Regions from separate parts of the Hordeum vulgare genome. Here region 2 is linked to region 1. A link is a contact called in public Hi-C data. All regions are on one chromosome and are shown on one strand. The core of a region is the stretch at or near the end of the contact, and the rest is flanking DNA. Distances in the headings are between cores, read along the strand shown. Region 1 holds the start of LOC123397020. Region 2 holds the start of LOC123398453 (dehydration-responsive element-binding protein 1H-like).

Evidence for each region. A called contact is a pair of places that touch in the nucleus more often than the background predicts.
Region 2: a contact with region 1 is called in a Hi-C map of leaf, with 4 times the contacts expected there. The contact joins the promoter of LOC123398453 here to the promoter of LOC123397020 in region 1. A contact is called at or near these places in 2 of 6 Hi-C or Micro-C datasets (leaf and seedling).

The regions. Positions count from the first base shown.
Region 1 is chr5H:495,111,128-495,117,432 of MorexV3_pseudomolecules_assembly, reverse strand. It overlaps LOC123397020, which reads left to right and starts at 3,554. Exons shown (of 2, transcript XM_045091739.1): 1 at 3,554-3,567; 2 at 3,814-4,543. The coding sequence starts at 3,554. The coding sequence ends at 4,543. It overlaps LOC123396669 (dehydration-responsive element-binding protein 1B-like), which reads left to right and starts at 2,178. Exons shown (of 1, transcript XM_045091538.1): 1 at 2,178-3,247. The coding sequence starts at 2,318. The coding sequence ends at 2,983.
Region 2 is chr5H:495,666,364-495,672,668 of MorexV3_pseudomolecules_assembly, reverse strand. LOC123398453 (dehydration-responsive element-binding protein 1H-like) reads right to left here and starts at 2,968. Exons shown (of 1, transcript XM_045092923.1): 1 at 1,894-2,968. The coding sequence starts at 2,881. The coding sequence ends at 2,168.

The DNA.
Region 1 (6,305 bases), core at 2,305-4,804:
TGAAGACGTTCTGGCTTCCCAAGACGACAGGTTACCCAAGGCTGTGGTAGCCCCTAAGCCATAGTTTGTCATGGGAGCGCCTTTGGTCAGCAAAGATGATCTCCCAACAAATATGCGTTACTTGCATACATGGTACTTAAGTGAATCAAAGAATGGGAGAACGATGATCGTGGTGAGTGTCCCACGGGAGTACTACGGCCGCCCCGAAGAAATCCATATCGACTTTGATGAACTCTTCCAGATGTACAATGCCGACGCCCTCGACAAATCGCTTATGAGTTGCTATTGTCTGTAAGTTTTTCAATTCGTTGTCTACATATAACTTGTTTAGTTATTTCAATTCATTGTCTACATATAACTTGTACTCTATTATGCAGAATGAAGATTCTGGATTGTAAAAATAGGAACATCCTAAATATTGGGTTTATTGACCCAGATAAAATACATATAGCGACACTAACTGATAAACCCAAGGAGACGGAGGAAAACCTTCTAAGGTTTCTAACAGATCAAAATTTCTGTGACCACATACTGTTTCCATACAACTTCAGGTGAGGGTCTTTACTCTGTTGTGTCCATTCACTTATAAGTGTAATTGATAAGTTATTGACACACACACACATATATATATATATACATGTGCAGCTTCCATTGGATTCTGTTGGACATTCAAATTGATAAGGGAAGAGTTGATGCCTTCGACCCATTATCGAGACCCTTGGAACAGTTCCAAAGCCTGCGGGACATGCTCCAAGGGTAATTTCAATCATTCTTGCGCTCTATCGGTCTCTTTCGATGATTTTCTGATATATCAATTAATGAAAAACTTAGCAAATCATTTTCCTTGTCGGGCAGGGTTTTGAAGCGGTTCAAGTGCGTGACTCCCGGTATCGAGCCTGAGAAGCTGACCTTTAGAGCGGCTCAGGTAAGTAGTAGTATGATATACTTCTATTTTCAATACATTTATGATGCTAGATTATTATTTTGATTATATATATTCTATTCTCGTAAAGTGCGACCAGCAGCCACGGGGGACGCATCTATGCGGATCCTATGTTTGCGAGACCATTCGCATGTTTACCTCTGAGCACAAGGATCATAGATACGACGTAAGCAATGAACATTCACACCTCTATTTTTACCCGTCATTCTTTGTTATCATGATTGATATTCATATTCATCTCCTCTTCTTATATAGTACACGGCCATGAGGGAGAAGTCCCTACCAGAGCAACGCGCGATTGCTGTTGCAGAGGAGCTTGCGACCTTTCTGAGGACGGAAGCTATAGATGACAAAGAACGATTTAGTGTAGCTAGGGGCCATTACTGATGTTGGTCCATGTAATCCAATAGACGGGCTCTAGTCCCGATAATTCAGATCTCTATATAATTGTATATATATGCTCGCTTGTAAGATAAGTTAATCTTATATATATGCATAATTATTTCTATTTAGAATTATATGAAAAACTAATTCCCGAACACCAAACGAGGCATCACGTTAATCTCCCGAACACCTAAACCTTAAAACCCTAAAACCCAAAAATAAACAAAATCTGCAGAAACTCTTTAGTCCCGGTCCGTGTTAAGACCCGGGACTAAAGGGCCTGCCCCTGAGGACGCTCCGAGGCGCCCACATGGAGCACCTTTGGTCCCGGCTTGGAACAGGGCCGGGACTAAAGGTTAGGCCTTTAGTCCGGCCCCTTTAGTCCCGGTTGGTGAACCGGGACTAAAGCCCCTTACGGGCCGGGGCTATAGGCCCTGTCCCCACTAGTGCAAATCTAGCGCGCGGACGTCCGCTTTCTCCCTCGCGCGTGCTAATTTCCCGCCTCCGCTGTAGCGCGATTTTCCATCCCGTGCGTGCTAAGAACGCAGTTTACCGCGCGCATGTGTTTTTTGGCGTCACTTTTGGAGATGCTTTAAGTATTGCATATCTAAGTCCTACTCTATTTGGTCCTAAATATAAGTATTTCTAAAGATTTTATAAAAAAAAACTATGTACAAAGCAAAATGAGTGAATTTACATTTTAAAATATATTTATATACATTTATAATTTTTAGTGGAACCTTTTAAAAAATTTATATTTAAAAACGAAAGGAGTATATAATTAATCTTACGTAAAGATTCGTGTAGGTATTCTTTTTATGTTTAAAATATGCAATAACTATGTCACATATTGTATCCTCCTTCGTCTCGTTCTCATCCATTCCGAGCTCCAGCTCTCCAACTCACTAGCTCTTAACATACTACTGCCTCGCTACACGCCTACACAGCTGCACCAACGCCACAACGCCCTCTCGACGCTAGCTGCGAGCCATGGACACAGTTGCCGCCTGGCCGCAGTTTGAGGAGCAAGACTACATGACGGTGTGGCCGGAGGAGCAGGAGTACCGGACGGTTTGGTCGGAGCCGCCGAAGCGGCGGGCCGGCCGGATCAAGTTGCAGGAGACGCGCCACCCGGTGTACCGCGGCGTGCGACGCCGTGGCAAGGTCGGGCAGTGGGTGTGCGAGCTGCGCGTCCCCGTAAGCCGGGGTTACTCCAGGCTCTGGCTCGGCACCTTCGCCAACCCCGAGATGGCGGCGCGCGCGCACGACTCCGCCGCGCTCGCCCTCTCCGGCCATGATGCGTGCCTCAACTTCGCCGACTCCGCCTGGCGGATGATGCCCGTCCACGCGACTGGGTCGTTCAGGCTCGCCCCCGCGCAAGAGATCAAGGACGCCGTCGCCGTCGCCCTCGAGGTGTTCCAGGGGCAGCACCCAGCCGACGCGTGCACGGCCGAGGAGAGCACGACCCCCATCACCTCAAGCGACCTATCGGGGCTGGACGACGAGCACTGGATCGGCGGCATGGACGCCGGGTCCTACTACGCGAGCTTGGCGCAGGGGATGCTCATGGAGCCGCCGGCCGCCGGAGGGTGGCGGGAGGACGACGGCGAACACGACGACGGCTTCAACACGTCCGCGTCGCTGTGGAGCTACTAGTTCGACTGATCAAGCAGTGTAAATTATTAGAGTTGTAGTATCAGTAGCTAGTACTACTAGCTGTGTTCTTCCACCAGGCGTCAGGCCTGGCAAGCAATCTCAAACCATGAATATGCAAAAAAAACTGTGTTCTTCCAGATATGGGAAGAAGAGAGAGTAAGCGTCGGGGGCTATGTTTTGCCCAAATGCGAAAGCTCCCGGTTTCTACTTCCAGGAAGGCCGACCGTGGGTTCTTTCTTTGTTCAATAAAATAAATAGAGAAATGGGCAGTCTCTTTGTTTTTTAGAAAGAAGGAATGAACAGTTGTAGTGCAATCATTCGCTCCATGGAGACCAACCAAATATCTTGGCAACAGAAACCAAGAAGGTAAGGAAACGACAAATGAAAAGACATCTCGCCTTGGGTGGACAGCGGTGACACAGTTGGACGTTACTCTGTTTTTGGACAGCCCTGAATTTTTTTTTACACCCGCTCAAATGAATTTAGGTAAAGACAACTCCAACGGAGCGATCCAAACGGACATAGATTTTGTTCGTTCTTTATTCGTTTGAGTCGCCTCGCTTAGCGGACATGGAGCGGATACGGTGAACACCCGATGCTTAAACGTAAAAGCGGAAACAGCGGACCCTCGCGCCGCCCCTCCTTGCGCTGTCCGTCCTCCTCCCTCGCGCCGCCCCTCCTCGCGTTGCCCCTCCTCCTCCCGTGTGCCGCCCCTCCTCGCGTCGTTCGTCCTCCTCCCTCGCGCCACCCCTCCTCGCGCCGCCCCTCCTCCTCCCTCGCGTCGCCCCTTCTCGCGCTGCACCTCCTCCTCCCTCGCGCCGCTCCTCGAGAGACAGAGAGAGGCAGAGATCTCACATCTCTCCTCGCCTCGCCTCTCTCTATCGGATCACGCTGGATCTTCCCTCGCCTCGCCTCTCTCTGTCACACCCGCACCGGATTGCGCCAGATCTCCCATGGGCGGGCGGCGGTAGCACCCGTGCCGCCGGACAGCCACCAGAAGGCGGTAGCACCCGCATCCGCAAGACGTTCGAGGACTGCTGGGCCACCAAGTCCATCCTCCTGGGCTACGGCGTGCACATCGACGAGTGCGACCTGTCGCTGCACGACGGGTTCAAGGACGAGCTGCACGCCTCGCTGGGCTGCGACGGCAGGCTGCCCCAGGTGTTCGTGGACGGTGAGCACCTGGGCGGCGCCGAGGACGTCCGCCGCCTGCACGAGGCCGGGGAGCTGTCCGAGGCGCTGGACGCCTGCGAGATGGCGCTACCAACCGTGGGCGGCAAAGGCGCCGCGCTAGAGGCGTGCTCCGGGTGCGGCGGCGTCCGGTTCGTCCCGGGCGCGGCGACGAAGATCCCTTGGCGAGCGCGACGGGCGCAGTCACTGATAAGTGGGACCAGGGGCAGACACGAGCAGACGACAGCGGTGGACGAGAGCGTCCGCCTCATATCCATTTCTTTCCATTTTTGCGTCAGGTTTGGGTCGGGACGGCGGACAAGCGGACAGCAGGCGGACACATGCGTCCGTTTGGGTCATCCCGTTGGGCCAGCTTTTGTGTCCGGATGACCCTAACGGACAAAATGGATCACTGCGTTGGGGTTACTCTAATGGAATATTTGGAGTCCTTCGGCTTCGGTATCAGCTTGCGGAGCTCACGGAGTTGCAGGCTAAGAGAGTGAAGATGGAAAATCGTTGATACGTGGATCCTGTAATTTTATGGAGTTGATGAATAGTCAAACATGCCTTTAATTTTATAAATATTTTAAAAGATTTCATAAGAATCTGAATTTTTTAAGATAAACTTTGACAAATGTTCTAAGAGGTTGTAAAATTTCATCATGAAATTTCATTCGTAAAAGTCATGGCAAAAAAAAATTCAAAACTTTGAAAATGGTACTTTTGAAAGTATTTTGGAGCATTTTTTTCACGGCTTACACAAAGTGATTTCAAGCTGAAATTTTGCAGGCTCTTAACATTTGTCGAAGTTTGCTGTAAAAAATCAGATTTTTTTGAATATTTAAAAAATACTTTTGTTACTTACTGTTCACATGAGCTCTGGTGTAGAAGGACACCTTCCGTAATACTAGTCCTTTGGTATTTTGCATCATATTTGATCGTGTTTTTAGCTAATAAAACACAATTTATATGTAGCAAAGTAATACGATTGAAAACATCATTGAAACGCAAATTCAATAATATTGTTCCATATGACATGCATTATCATTTTACTAGTCAAACATACAGTTAAATTTTGGCCCAAACAATCGGGACTAACAAATCGAGATGGGTGTAATACACTATAAGGTACAGTTTATTTTTCCTCGATTGGTTTTTTGCCATGATGGGAGTGGATTGAGGTTACCTATTGGGACATTGGTCCGGCCTAAAATTTCAACACCATTGGGTCCTTATGGGTCGGCTTCGTATGGAAATTGGGCCAGGGGAATCGGACACCGCCAGCATCTTGTGTAGAGCAGGTCTACTCAAATTTGATCGCCAAGGTTGCAACAATATTTACGGCAGCATATGCATTTGTGAGGGTGTAGTCTTGGGTTTAAAGAATTTTTGAAAGTATGGATCCAAAATTTCCATTGTTCTAAGTTAGAAATATGCTAACGAGTTCATGGTTGAAACCGAAATCAGGTTGTATAAATGTCTTGTTTTTTTTTTGAATAAATATACTCTAGAGACCCTGACATGTTAAAAATTCCTACCACTAAATGATGTTATTTAAAGAGATGTTCTAATGTTACCACTCCCCATCTTGTGCAAATCTAGTATTTAAAATGAACCAGACCATATTACCCAATATGAGGCCAGCCACCACTGTACTGATGGGCGGGCTCCATGTCTCCGAACATATCTGAGGGTCAGTAGCACCAGGTTCAGGCGAGAGCGGGCTGGCTCATTCCCATCCTTGGTTGTTTTACATGCCTATGGAAAACAGTGCTACCAGTAAAAAAACTGTAGAATTTAAACTGAAGATGTGTTGACTTGGATGCCATACACCTATGAAATTCGACTCATTCAATTGAATTGCAAAACCAATTCCTTTTAATTCTGAGTTCTTATATAAAATTATGCCAATTGTAGTATTTATGTTTGGAAGGGACATGCAGATGGAAGTCAGTGCTATATGGAATTTAGCTGTTTAGAGTTTCAACCTCGCGTTCACACATAAAATTTGGTCGGAACCAATTAAATTAGCCCAACATTGTCCACATACAGAGCACCCACTTTCAGTTTATTAGCAGACCAATCCATACAAGTGTGTGCAATGTAGGTTTTCGTAAGCATTTGCCATTTGAAATTTCAACCATGTTTTCAA
Region 2 (6,305 bases), core at 1,719-4,218, 560 kb before region 1:
AAATGAAAAACCGTGACGACGTAGCGACGAAAAAATAGCGTCGTGTACTAGCATATTCCTTGTAGTGCCTTGTCCATGAACAGATACCAGCGCAAATTTATGGGTCAGTGTTGAAGATGTCCTTATACCACAACTTTGCCCAAAACAAGGTCTGAGCATGGTTAAACTGGAACTCAAGATGGGAATGGGCCGGATCAACCCGCTTGGTCACTGACACGACCCAAATAATCGAGGCCAATGGGTCAAGTGGGTCAGCCTTAAATTATTTACGGGTCAATGGAGCCGTCCCTATGAGACCCGATGGATCAGATTGGTCAACCCAATCAAATCGCTATGCCTAGTTGCTGCTGGCCGCCCCGAGCATCTCTGTCGTCATCGATGTTCCTCCTGGTGCGCCTCCTGTTCATCGTTTTGGTCGGCGTCGAGCTCACAGTCCGGCGGTCCTGGTCGCCGTCGATCTCTCCGTTCGGAAGCCTTGGACGCCATCGAGCTGGCCATCCCGGTAGCCGTCCTCTTCTTCTCCAACTTGGCTAGTTCACCATACGCGAGTCTTCCCGGTTTCCGGATTGTGCTCACTCTTGCCAGCTTCCTCCCATTCCCATTTCCCAGCACAATTGCAAGCCAAGCACACATCCGATTGTATCGTCCTATTTTGGTTCTTGGACAGTGCGTATATGTACGTTCTATGGTAGGAGTTTCAGTATAGTAGATTCTATAAACTATTACAAATTCAGTTTAGATCTAGTTGGAGTTTCAGTGCATATAATGATTCTGAAGCTTCAGTACGTACATGTGAGACTCCTATACCTTCAGTGTGATTCTATAATTATTTTAGTGTTGGCTCTGCAGTAGTTTTGATGTGTATATGTATAGGAGTTTTTGTCAATCTTATAAACTGTAAACGTGGAATTTTTTTGGTGCTGATAAAGGCTACTCCTTTCTTGTTGTTTGGTGGTGTATCATATGTAATTTTTCAATACAACAATTTTGAATTCATTCAATTTTGGATCAGCCTCGTATACCCAACGGACCAATGGGGTCATGAATTTCTGATAAAATGGGCTGATCCATGGCCTCACATATTGACCTTGGGCCACAAGACTAGGTCCAAGGCCAGGTCCAGGTCGGCTCATTTTCATCTTAAACTGAAACCAGTGGGGCAACGAAAACAAGAAGAAGAAAAAGACGCGCCCATCATTGATGGAGCTAGCCATGTAACAAAACATGATAGGATGAGGGGATAAAAAACTATGAATTCTTAAGTAGACCATTATAAACTCAGTATTCACTCCGTCCCACAATCTATGACATTTTTATAAGCTAAACCCGTGGGAGTACTTAAAAAAACTGCCATCAACTTTCGGACCACACAGGCACGCAGACTTGGTCATAGCTCTGTCTCTACGGACCATGTTGGTGCCTGCCACAGTCTTCACAAAGGCATCAAGAAACCCATGAATATGTGTTCGTAATGAGGAACACTATACAACCCATTACAACCATGTCTCCACAAAAGCCTTACGTGGAGAGGCAAAACAAAGCCTTGCACTATATACACAATAATTGCGAGTTGTGCACAATTATTACAGCACACTAGTCACTTCCACAGTCACACTAGATCTAAAAATATCTGCTGCAAGAGGAAAAAGGTACGTGACACGTCAACTATATGCATCTTGCATGTTGGCCACGCAATTCGGGAAGGAGGGCGGAGCTGGCCCGGGCAGCAGCGCCGCGTCAGCTCAAATCGCGTGGCCATGACGACCGGAAAAATGGGATCCAGCTGCTTTAACCAGCTGACCTGGGTGGTGCCTAGGCCACATCTTCCGAATGGGCGCCCTGACCACATCTGTCTGATTAACAAGCCGTTGATTTTTCTAGTCTGACTACCAGTTATAGTCATGACACATCATGTGATAGTGTACCTTTTTTGGCAGTCATTTGCCACCAGTCTAGGATCTTCTGTGGACTATTATTATTCTTCGAGCAGTCATGTCATTTCATGTGTCATTTTCTTGCTCCTGTGCCTAGGTTAGAACTTCGTTTGTTTGCATTTGCAGCTGTGTCGCAGTATTTGATGGATTTTAGTTCCACAATTTTATCATGCTGGAAGGGAACAGCTTCGGTTTGTTCCATGCATAGAGTCAAAGCAGCTGGCCGGAGTATTTTAGTAGCTCCAGAGCGCGGCGTCTGCTCCACCGCCATCGGTATCCCAGCACGCGCCGGCGGCCGGCGGTTGCGGCGGCTCCAGGAGAAGCCCCTCCGCGAAGTACGCATAGTATGTGTCCAGGTCCATTTCCCCGGACATGTCCAGCTCGAACATGTTGCTGCCCAGTGTGGTCGGCACCTCAAGCATTCCGTCGGCTGAAGGTAGGGATGACGACGTCGACGACGAGCCGGTATTTTCCATGGACGACTGCGCGGATTGGCTACAGGTTCCCTCGTCAATGAGGGCGGCCGCCGCCTGGGCCCTCGTGGCGGCGCCGCTTGCGGCCTCCCGGCGCTGGAAATCCGCGACGGCGCTGAGAGCCGCGCGCCGGACATCAGCGAGATCGGAGAGCGCGGACGGCACGGCGAGGAGCCAGACGGAGTCGGCAAAGTTGAGACACGGGGCGCGGCGGTCGAGCAGGCAGAGCATGGCGGCGTCGTGCGCACGCGCGGCCGCCTCGGCGGTAAGGTGCGTCCCGAGCCAGAGCCGCTCGCCTCGCTTGCCGGGGACGCGCACCTCGCACACCCACCGGCCGGCGCTGCCGCGGCGCCGCACGCCGCGGTACACCGGGTGACGCGTCTCCTTGAACTTGGTGCGCCCGGCGGGGCGCTTCAGATGAGAGGACAACGACGGCGAGGAAGGGGAGCACCGCTGCTGATCGGAGCCGGCCATGTCAATATTGCTATTGTAGGTGGTCGGTGCTGGCTCCAGCTTACGTACGGTGGACCGAGGTCTGGGAGTGTGAGAGCAGGCTGAGATTGAGCTGGGGAGTGTTTGTTAGATTGAGTGTCTTTTATAGTTCTGCCTGACGCGTTCCAGACTAGCGGCAGCGAGAGAAGACGCGTCAGGAATTTGCAGCGTTGAAATGATGGCATATAGCAGGCTGGGACAAGTGACGCATTTTCCTCCCGCGTTAGTATATCTTGTTCTCCAGCGATTGAGTGTCTTGGGGAGTGTGCCATTTACGCGGTGTGGGGAAGCGGCTTGGGGCAAGTGACGCGTCAGGGAATAGCAGCGTCAAAACGAAGAAGACATCTTTTTTGTTGAGGCTCGTTCTGTACGCGTCGTGGGCAAGCGGCAGGGGACAAGTGACGCGTCATGGATTTGCACCATTAAAAAGGTCTTGCTGGCAACTGATAATTGGGGCCACAAGCATGGACCAGCCTTGGACTCGTGGCACAGTTTTACCCCGCGTTATGCATGTTAAATGTAAAAAAGAAGAAGAAAGAGAGATGAATGAAAGATGATCCATTAGTCTTTATTGATGATAGAAGTAGGGTATTTATATTCAAACGGAAGTAAACATGTTGCTTGGCAGCCAAGTAAACACATAGTTACTTGACAGTCAAGGAATTACATAGTTGCCTTGAGAGTCAAGGAATTACATGGTTACTTGAGAACCAAGTAACTTATCTAACAATTAATTTAATCCTAATTAGCTTAATTAATAAGCAACTATTCTATTTTTAACACTCCCCCTTGTACAACGCGTCTTCTTGGATATATTCATAATCTTGATAAATTCTTTGAATAATCTTGAAGTCTCCTCTAAAAACCGTGTGGGAAAAATATGAGAATTATGCAGATATGTTGCTAAATCTTCTTTAAACCCAGTGGAAAAATAATAAGGAGAAAATGATGCAACATATAATGATTATTTTCTCTTGATAACTCATATGAGAAAAACCTTTGGAGAAGGAGAAAATTCATTGGTGAGTTTAGAGAACAATTGATATGTCTTGAGTACTTCCTTTAAAAATCCCAATAGGGAAAATAGAAAGTATGACATACGATCTTTGAGAAGGTATTACCTCATTAAAAACCATTATGAGAAACTACAGGAGAAAACTCATAAGGGAAAAGAGTGCATCTGACATGCCATTGAAAACTCCTTTAAAACCCAGTGGGAAAAAATATAAGGAGAAAATGATATGGCATATACAAACACTTGTGTTTATATTGTCTCGTTAAAAACCTTTTATGAGAAACCATTAGGGAAGAACTCATCAAGGGAAAAAGAGTACAATATATGCAATTTGATGATTGTTAATAGGTTATAGTTTGGGAGATCACTCCCCCTGAACTTTGCAAATATGGAGGATGTCTCATACCAATTTCATTGGCAGAACATAAGATTGTGTATAATCTATTGGATTTTCACATGATTTTGTTTGCAAATTATTTCCTCACTTTTCTATAATCCGTGAGGATAAGTAGTTTTCGAGCAATGTGATTTATGATATTGTTCTTCATATAACCTCTAGGTATTGAGTAACACAAGTGGAAGTAGCTTTATAAATCAAGTTATGTGATTCTGATGAATCTCAACCACATGATTTTGAGTGTGGTTAATCATTCTGCCAAGCCATGCATATTTTGCAATGCTTTTAGATAAAGCAATTATGTCAGAATGATAAGTGGGAATAACGATTAAAGTCCATTTAGACGACTTCCATATGAAGGCTATTCCAACAAATTGAGTCATTGATATGGCGTCTTTGGGATCAAATAAAGAGCCAATATCATCATATCATATCATGGTCATATCTTGTATTTCCTGATGGAATTGTCCAATATTTATTGTGAGCTTAAGATATAAGATAATATTCCATATATCAAGCATGTACCTTTTGTTGGGGGTTGCACTCTGAACAAACATAGCTAATATGGTGTCAGGACTGACATAGTTTGCAATCATATGAGTGCTTTGACATTAGTGAGATATAGAACTTCAGGTCTTTATGTCACTTCATTATCAACCATAGGTATGTACCTTATCAAAGGTAGTATGACCATACATGTGTTTTGTTGTTATGATATATCCACACTGAACTTCTCGTATATGTTTTGGATATATGTAGACTGATATGTATTCTTGAGAGAATGCTCAAGTTGTAAGCTTAAGCTAAATTCGGTTGAATCCAAATTTTCCATCTTGAGATGATTTTGTGTATGTTTATGTCTTGTAGAGACATTGATGATGAAATCATCGATATACACTTAGGTGATGTAAGGAAATCCAATTTTGGGATTACTTTATTAACACATAAAAACTGATCATCCTTTGAGTAATCCTTTGAAGAAGGAACTCATTTAGTCAGTAGTACCATATGATTTCTGACTATTTGAAGCCATAGAGTGACTTCTGAAATTTTACACAAATATGTTGCGATTTATTTTGGATTCGGAATTGTAAGCCCTTCAGGGACTTCGTTATAAATTTCTAAAACTAGTGACCCATATGAGTATGTAGTCACTTCATCCATTAACTGCATGGATAATATTATTTGTACTGCCAATGATATTTATTATTGAAACTTAATTCCACTCATACCAAGAGGGTATGTTACATCATAATTTGATGTCGGGTCTCTGCGTGAACCCTTTTGCTACAAGCCTCACTTTCTCACCACCTCGTTGACTTTGTTTAAGTGAGAAGTTTTTAGTATTCCTTATGGGAGATACTTATGAGTAGTAGGTATTATTGTGCTAAATACCACTCTTTGGTGAGCGAGTGTTATTCTTCATTACTTGCTTCCTTTTATGTGAACCAATATGAGTGCAAGAGGCGCTCTACCATGGATTTTGGTTCAGGGCCCAAAAGGTTTTATCAATTTTTAGAAGAAATGTATGTCGACAAATGTAGTCTTTATTCTATATGATTCTGGTAGAATCGATGAAGTTTGTGGGAATATATTTATTCCTTTTAAGTCCCTGTGATTTCCTACAACAATGGAGTCAAGGTGTTTCGATGTCCCGACACCAAAATAGTTGTGCACATTTATGTCGAGTTTTGGATGATGAGCATCAGGTGAGGTGTCTTTCAACTTGATGTTGAATTACATTCACTGGTTGAGGATTTGATTTCCTCTATTTCCGCGGAAGCATATGCAAGATTATATCTCGTGTGGTCGGATTTCTCCCCCTATTGCTCTCATTTGGGGAGAAGAGTGGTTTATGAGGTATCTCCACTCTTTCTGACACTTTACTGCAGGACTATGAAATTGAGTGACACCTTTGTCACGAGTAAACGTATGTGGCAGATTTGCAATGAGTTGCAAATATGTGATTCTAAACTTCTAGTTCAGATTCTTTG